2 separate regions of the Hordeum vulgare genome follow, and region 2 is linked to region 1. The links are chromatin contacts, called in public Hi-C maps. All regions are on one chromosome and are shown on one strand. The core of a region is the stretch at or near the end of the contact, and the rest is flanking DNA. Distances in the headings are between cores, read along the strand shown. Region 1 has its middle 170 kb from the start of LOC123396584. Region 2 holds the start of LOC123398932 (actin-3-like).

Region 1 (3,105 bases), core at 593-3,092:
AAAGTCGAGCATAGGATTGCAGAAGACAATGCTATTACTGCTAAACAACCTGGGTACTAATAGCCCCCAGGTAAGCCGGCTTGATTCTTCAAGATCATAAATTGGCGCCTATGTTTGAACCATGCGTCATGGCAACTGGTTCTCTCTGGCTTATCAACATCAATGTTTGAATGATCACAACATGGCGGCTCATCCTCTTTGATACTAATAGCGTCCATGTTTGAATGACCTCCTTGGCGGCGGCTCATCCTCTTGGGTGGCTTTTAAATCACCCGCCAATGAGGCAGGGCACCCATGGTTGAACAGTTGTATCATGGTGGCTCGTCCTCTTGGGCGACTTTAAATCTTTTCGCCAATGTGGCAGCGGCCCCCGGGACCGGCTTAACTTTCCTGTAATGACCCGGGGTTCTTAAATTATTAAGCCCGGTTGAATCTGTCGAGCCATGCGTGTGTAGCCCCCGAGATTTAAGTCGACTCAAGGAGGCGGCTTCAGAATACCCATACTTGATTGTGACATAAACAAGCATAAGGTTGATGGTTGAACGATGGATTTATCCAAACTGTCGATGACGTAGTGAGCTGATGACCTTTGTGATGTTCATCACATGTCTTTGGCAAATATCATGGCCAAATTGAGTGTATATGCCTTTTGGCCCATGCTTTATTCTCAGGTAGTCCGACTCTCGTGGCTCCTCGAGGGCCACTTTTACTTTTCTTTGTTGTTTGACTTGAATTATCGGCTCAACGATGGCCGACTCAAATTGTAGCTTCACCAGGGATGTTTCCTTCATGCCAAGCCCTTCTGTTTCTTTTGATATGTTGAGGTAGATAGTATTGGTTAATGTGTCTATCCATTGAGCATTCCGACGCAAGTTGGAGCTGGTCCGTGTTTTGGTGACGTTGTGTTGGGGGAGACGGGTCACAGAGGCGGTTTGCATGCTTCTGTTGGACGGCTCGTATAGGCGAGCACCGCACCGATATGTTGATGGAGAATAGACCGTGGGAACGACGTCTTGCACGCGTCTGTTGGGCAGCTCGTACAGGCGAGCACTGCACTGATATGTTGATATCGTCCGGTCGCGAGGGCGGCGTCTTGCATCCGTCTGTTGGACGGCTCGTACATGAGAGCACTGCACTGGCGGGTTAATGTAAACTGGACTACACGGGTGGCGTTTCACGTACATCCATTGGACGGTTCACATAGGCAAGCACTACACCAACGGGTTGATGTACATGGAACCTGGGGCGACGGCTTGCGCGCATCTGTTGGGCAGGGCAGCTCGTACAGGCGAGCACTGCACCAACGAGTTGAATGCGAGAGCCGTCCGACGATTTGATACGGCTGCGAGAATCGGTGCGGCGTTGTAATCCGTCTTGGTTGCGCGGTAATAAGAATTGGCCGTGTCATTATAAGCCATCTTGGTCGCGCAGACGTGAGAGTTGGCCGCGTTATTGTAAGCCCTTTTGGTCACGGATAGTGAGTCACGTGTGGCGTTGATTGACACAAGCTTCGTACTCGCAATATGACGCTCCTTGTGTAATGAGTAATTGTCCTGCGTAGTAAAATATCACAGGGCAGAGTAATTGTTCTCGCATGAATTAATATGTATGGCAAAAACTAGATAAGATAAATATCACCTCGGTTTTTCGTCGGATGAATGTTTTGACTGCCGACTTTGTTCTTCGATGCAAAAAATCACAGTGGATATCTCAGCCTTGTTTTCTGATGATCTAGCCCTTGGGCGACCAGGTTGATTATAAGTGCACTTTATCCAGTACTTTCCATCGACTCTCCCTTGTGCACCCACGTGCTCCTGGGTGGGGACGACGCAACGGAAGGTGACAACGTGAGGGTTTCCGCTGCACCCTCTGAGGAAGTGGGGCCTCCCTCAGCAACTCGCGCAGGTTGGCGGGCTCGTCGGCATCGAGAAGTTGAGGCGAAGCCGTGGTGCAGCTTGATGGATGCGACGGGGCTGCCGCCACGGAAGCGGCCAAGTCGAGGCAACCCATGAAGACCGCGGCAAAAGCGGTAGGGTGAGGTGGAGTGCAGCAGCAACACATGCGGATCGCGAGGGCGGCTCGTCGGTGATGACTAAACTCGCGGCAGAGGCTAAGCGCAGCCCGGCGGCTCGGCGAGGTGCGGTGTAGGCGGCTGCTCGTGCTGCGATGGTGACTGAAGGCACCGACCGCAGACGGGGCAGACATGCACTAAAGGCGAGGCGGAGCAACAAGTGGGATGGCGACTTCGAGACGAGGTCAACTCAGCACATGAGTTGGAAAGGCGCACACGGTGTCCATGGCCGGCTCGCGTCAGGACCGGGTCATGCATGAGGCGCTAGGTGGCAGCGGGCGCGGTGGTGGGCGGTGCAGGCAAGGTCGGATGCAGTCATTGCTCTAGAGCGAGGCGAGTCCGTCTCCAGGTGATGACCAGCTTGAACACAAAGCGATGCTGGTGAGGCGAGGCGGGCGACGCGGCGGACCGGCTCGAGGTTGAACAAGTGCAGCGGCCGAGCGCAGTCGAGGGCCGGCTGATGTCAGATTTTCGATCGAATCGATCTGGTCGATCTCCTGACTGGACGGTGTGCTCACTTTGTGAGTAGATGGATAAGTGTGTGCCTTCAGATGGATGGTTCTTGTGTGGAAGATGGATGGTGTTGTGGTAGGTGGCTTGCACGGGCGTGGCGGATGACGAAGCGGGTGCACGGCAACCGGGGTGGGCTGTCTTGACGAGCAGGTGCATCGGCCGGCAGGGACGAAGCCAACATGCAAGCATAGAAATGGCAAGTTTGTTTATGAAGGAGGCAAAGTTCATATGAAGTAAAAAAATTAGCTACAACAACCATTATTATAGTAGAAAAATTAATTTGTTAAGGGGTCTAGCCCCCCTTGTCCCCCCTAGAATCGTCCCTGTCGGCGAGGCGATTTGACAGCAACAAAGTAGCGGGTCCGTGTCCTTCTCGATCTGGTTAAACCGAACATGGTTTTTCCTCTCTTGCATTGACCTCCATCGCAAGAACTAGTACTAGTAGTACTACTTGATGCATTGGTGCTGATGGAGATGCCGATGACGACACCGACATTGAAGATTGCTAGGGCGGTGACGAG
Region 2 (3,161 bases), core at 270-2,769, 200 kb before region 1:
GTATTGCATTAAAAAAAGAAGCGATTGAAACAAGGAGATATGTTGGATCTCCGCAACTCGTTGGTACATATTCACTCCGTCCCATACTATAAAAACGTTTTTTACACTATGGGGCGGAGGGAGTAGATTATTAAGGTATCTTCAACGCCGACCAGTAAATCTCTCGCATGTGTTTGGATTGTGTTGTGTGGACCATAGAAGTCATCCAATACGGTTTTTGTATCGGTTTGCAGCGCGGTCCGTACGTACTTTCTTTCACAAACCAAAGGCAAATGTGGGGGCTTTGCACGAGTTTGGACACGCGACCACGCTCGCTTCTTACCAACCTGACCCGCCTAAACCCCTTCACCCTCGCTTGTGCGTGTTCCCTCCCGGCACCAGTTCTCCACATTCATGTCGATGTAGAGTGCGCCACTCCACATTAGAGACGATTCAGGGTGGATGCGATCTCTCACTGCCTTCGCCATTGAAGAGGCACACCGGGGAGCGGCTTGTCCACGCTTGTTCAATGCTGGAGACGTGTGACTAGACGGGATGAGATGAATATATACCACACCCGTTCAATGCCCCATCCGTTCGTATACCGCCATTAAGAAGGCTCACGTGCCGAGAAACTCACTAAGGTGTCGCGCACAACACCATCATGGCAGAGGGGCAGCCCGCGTCGGCGCCTACGTCGGCTTTAGAGCGAGCGCTGCAGCAACACCAACTGGCGTTGGGCCAGATCAACGGCGTGCCCGTGAGCGAGGAGGCCTTCGCAACCATGGTCGCAGCGAACCCGAACTTCGTCGCGGAGTAGCGTGCCATCTACGATGCCGTCCACGCTTAAGCCGTCGCTTGACCGAAAACGACCGTCGCATAGGTGTAGTTGCACGTGATAACTGAGGCGTAGATTCCGTAACAACGCGAGCTGCACGTCCTACGCACCAGCAACAAACCATTAGGCAACCCGATGGGACGACCACAATGTGAGCACCATCATTTCCCTCATGGACCTAATGTTCACACGCGACGGAGAGGGCGAGTAGTCTTCCGAGTATGCATATGGCATGGGAGGTGACAGGACCTTGTGTTCCACGAGGGCCGGTACGTCTCAAGTGTTCTACTCTTCCTCGTCGGAGACTGCACCTCCACTTCACGTGTCTTATCGCTCGTGCTCATGAAGACGACGGGTGGAGGACGACACAACTTTGAACACCGGACGCCGCCGTCGTAGAATAGGTTTAGGGTGGGGTAGTTTTTTTCAGTTTCAAATGTAATTAAAATCCGGAATTTTCGTCATGTTTGAACAAATTTTGTCTAGTAAATCAAACTGTTATTAAAATGTATGCAGTTATAATTGGATGATGACCTCCAGCATTTGTGTTTACGGACGGCTTCGCTATGTGCTGGAGGATGCGGTAGGAAATTTGCCGCTTATCCGAAACCTATTTTTCTCTTACTATTTTCTCATGAAAACTGGCAGATAAAATTAAATACTTTATTTTATATTTGGCTCAGGAAAATCAAGAGAGGGTTAGGAAATACTCTATATGTGTGCGTATAAAAGAGGGCACGAGGCCAAGCCTAACACTTGGTTCTCCTGCCTCTGCCTAGTTCGCCGCCACCGCCGCCACCCACCCTCTCATCCTCTTCGTCCGCTCTTTGCAGTGTCCGCTCATCTCGGCGGGAGGTCCTCAGGCGGGCAGGTTCCCCTAGATCCCCGGGTAAGCACGTTCGGCCATCCTCGCAGCAGTTCCTTTCTTCTTTTCCAGATTATCCCTGCTAATTTTGGCCCGGAAGCATGCGATTTGTGCGCGGTCGGTGCTGGGGCGTGCTAGATCTGATCAATTACCCGAGAAACGACTAGTTTGTACGGTTCTTGCATGTGCTGTTCTTGCTTTGCCTTTTTTTTTTCCTGCCCCGGAGTGCAACAGTCAGAACCTGGAACTGATGGTTTGTGATGTGCGCTTAGATTGAGTCCTAGTAGAGTTATAACAGCCAAGAAACTGCATGTGGGTGTTCTTGTGTGGTTTTGGATCAGAGTGTATGATTGGACCATCGGTTGATTTGCTTACGTATTTTCCAAGTCATATATGTTGTGTATAGCCTTTGATTTGCTCACTACTATAAAATGGGAGAAAAGAAAAAGCAGAGTTACAACATTTACAACTCAGATGATGTCGTAGGTGCTAACATTGTTGCTGCAACGTAGTAACATTGTGATTTCTCATGGTGAATTTTCTTCTGTTCGTGTGATTTTGTTGGTTGGTATCTGGCAATAATAGCTTTCCTGTCAAAATTTATGCAACAGAGTCACTTAATCAAATGGCTGACGGTGAGGACATCCAGCCCCTTGTCTGCGACAATGGAACTGGCATGGTCAAGGTTTGTATTGCTCCTTTTGGTCAATTCGCCTCAGTCCAGCCTTCATGGTGCTGACTGTGGTCTGTATTCTCCACAGGCTGGTTTTGCAGGGGATGATGCGCCAAGGGCTGTCTTCCCAAGTATCGTTGGGCGCCCCCGCCACACTGGTGTGATGGTGGGGATGGGGCAGAAAGATGCATATGTTGGTGACGAGGCCCAATCCAAGAGGGGTATCCTCACCTTGAAGTACCCGATCGAGCATGGTATCGTCAGCAACTGGGACGATATGGAGAAGATCTGGCATCACACTTTCTACAATGAGCTCCGTGTTGCACCTGAGGAGCACCCAGTACTGCTGACTGAGGCACCCCTGAACCCCAAGGCTAACAGGGAGAAGATGACACAAATCATGTTTGAGACCTTTAATGTTCCAGCCATGTATGTGGCCATCCAGGCAGTGCTTTCCCTATATGCTAGTGGACGCACAACAGGTAATTGTCGTTGCAAACACGCACGTTCTAAAATGTAAGCTTCGTCCTCAATCTGAGCTGAGAATAAATGTTGTTTCTCCAGGTATCGTGTTGGATTCTGGTGATGGTGTCAGCCATACTGTGCCAATCTATGAAGGATATGCCCTTCCACATGCCATCCTTCGTCTTGACCTCGCTGGGCGTGACCTAACTGACTGTTTGATGAAGATTCTTACGGAGAGAGGTTACTCCTTCACCACGACTGCCGAACGGGAAATTGTAAGGGATATTAAGGAGAAGCTCGCATATGTGGCTCTTGACTATGAACAAGAGCTGGAAAATGCC

Evidence for each region. Hi-C and Micro-C count contacts between places; a contact is called where the count stands out from the background.
Region 2: a contact with region 1 is called in a Hi-C map of seedling, with 1.9 times the contacts expected there. The contact joins the promoter of LOC123398932 here to the enhancer-like site in region 1. A contact is called at or near these places in 2 of 6 Hi-C or Micro-C datasets (leaf and seedling).

The regions. Positions count from the first base shown.
Region 1 is chr5H:263,072,183-263,075,287 of MorexV3_pseudomolecules_assembly, reverse strand. No RefSeq gene overlaps it. Among protein-coding and RNA genes, the nearest start is that of LOC123396584, 170 kb to the right of the region's middle. Within about 2 kb of position 1,842, at least 3 of the 3 cell types and tissues checked have open chromatin away from gene starts, as enhancers often do. A contact at or near this core is called in leaf and seedling, where this site is marked.
Region 2 is chr5H:263,269,242-263,272,402 of MorexV3_pseudomolecules_assembly, reverse strand. LOC123398932 (actin-3-like) reads left to right here and starts at 1,519. Exons shown (of 5, transcript XM_045093373.1): 1 at 1,519-1,706; 2 at 2,294-2,367; 3 at 2,444-2,837; 4 at 2,920-3,161. The coding sequence starts at 2,308.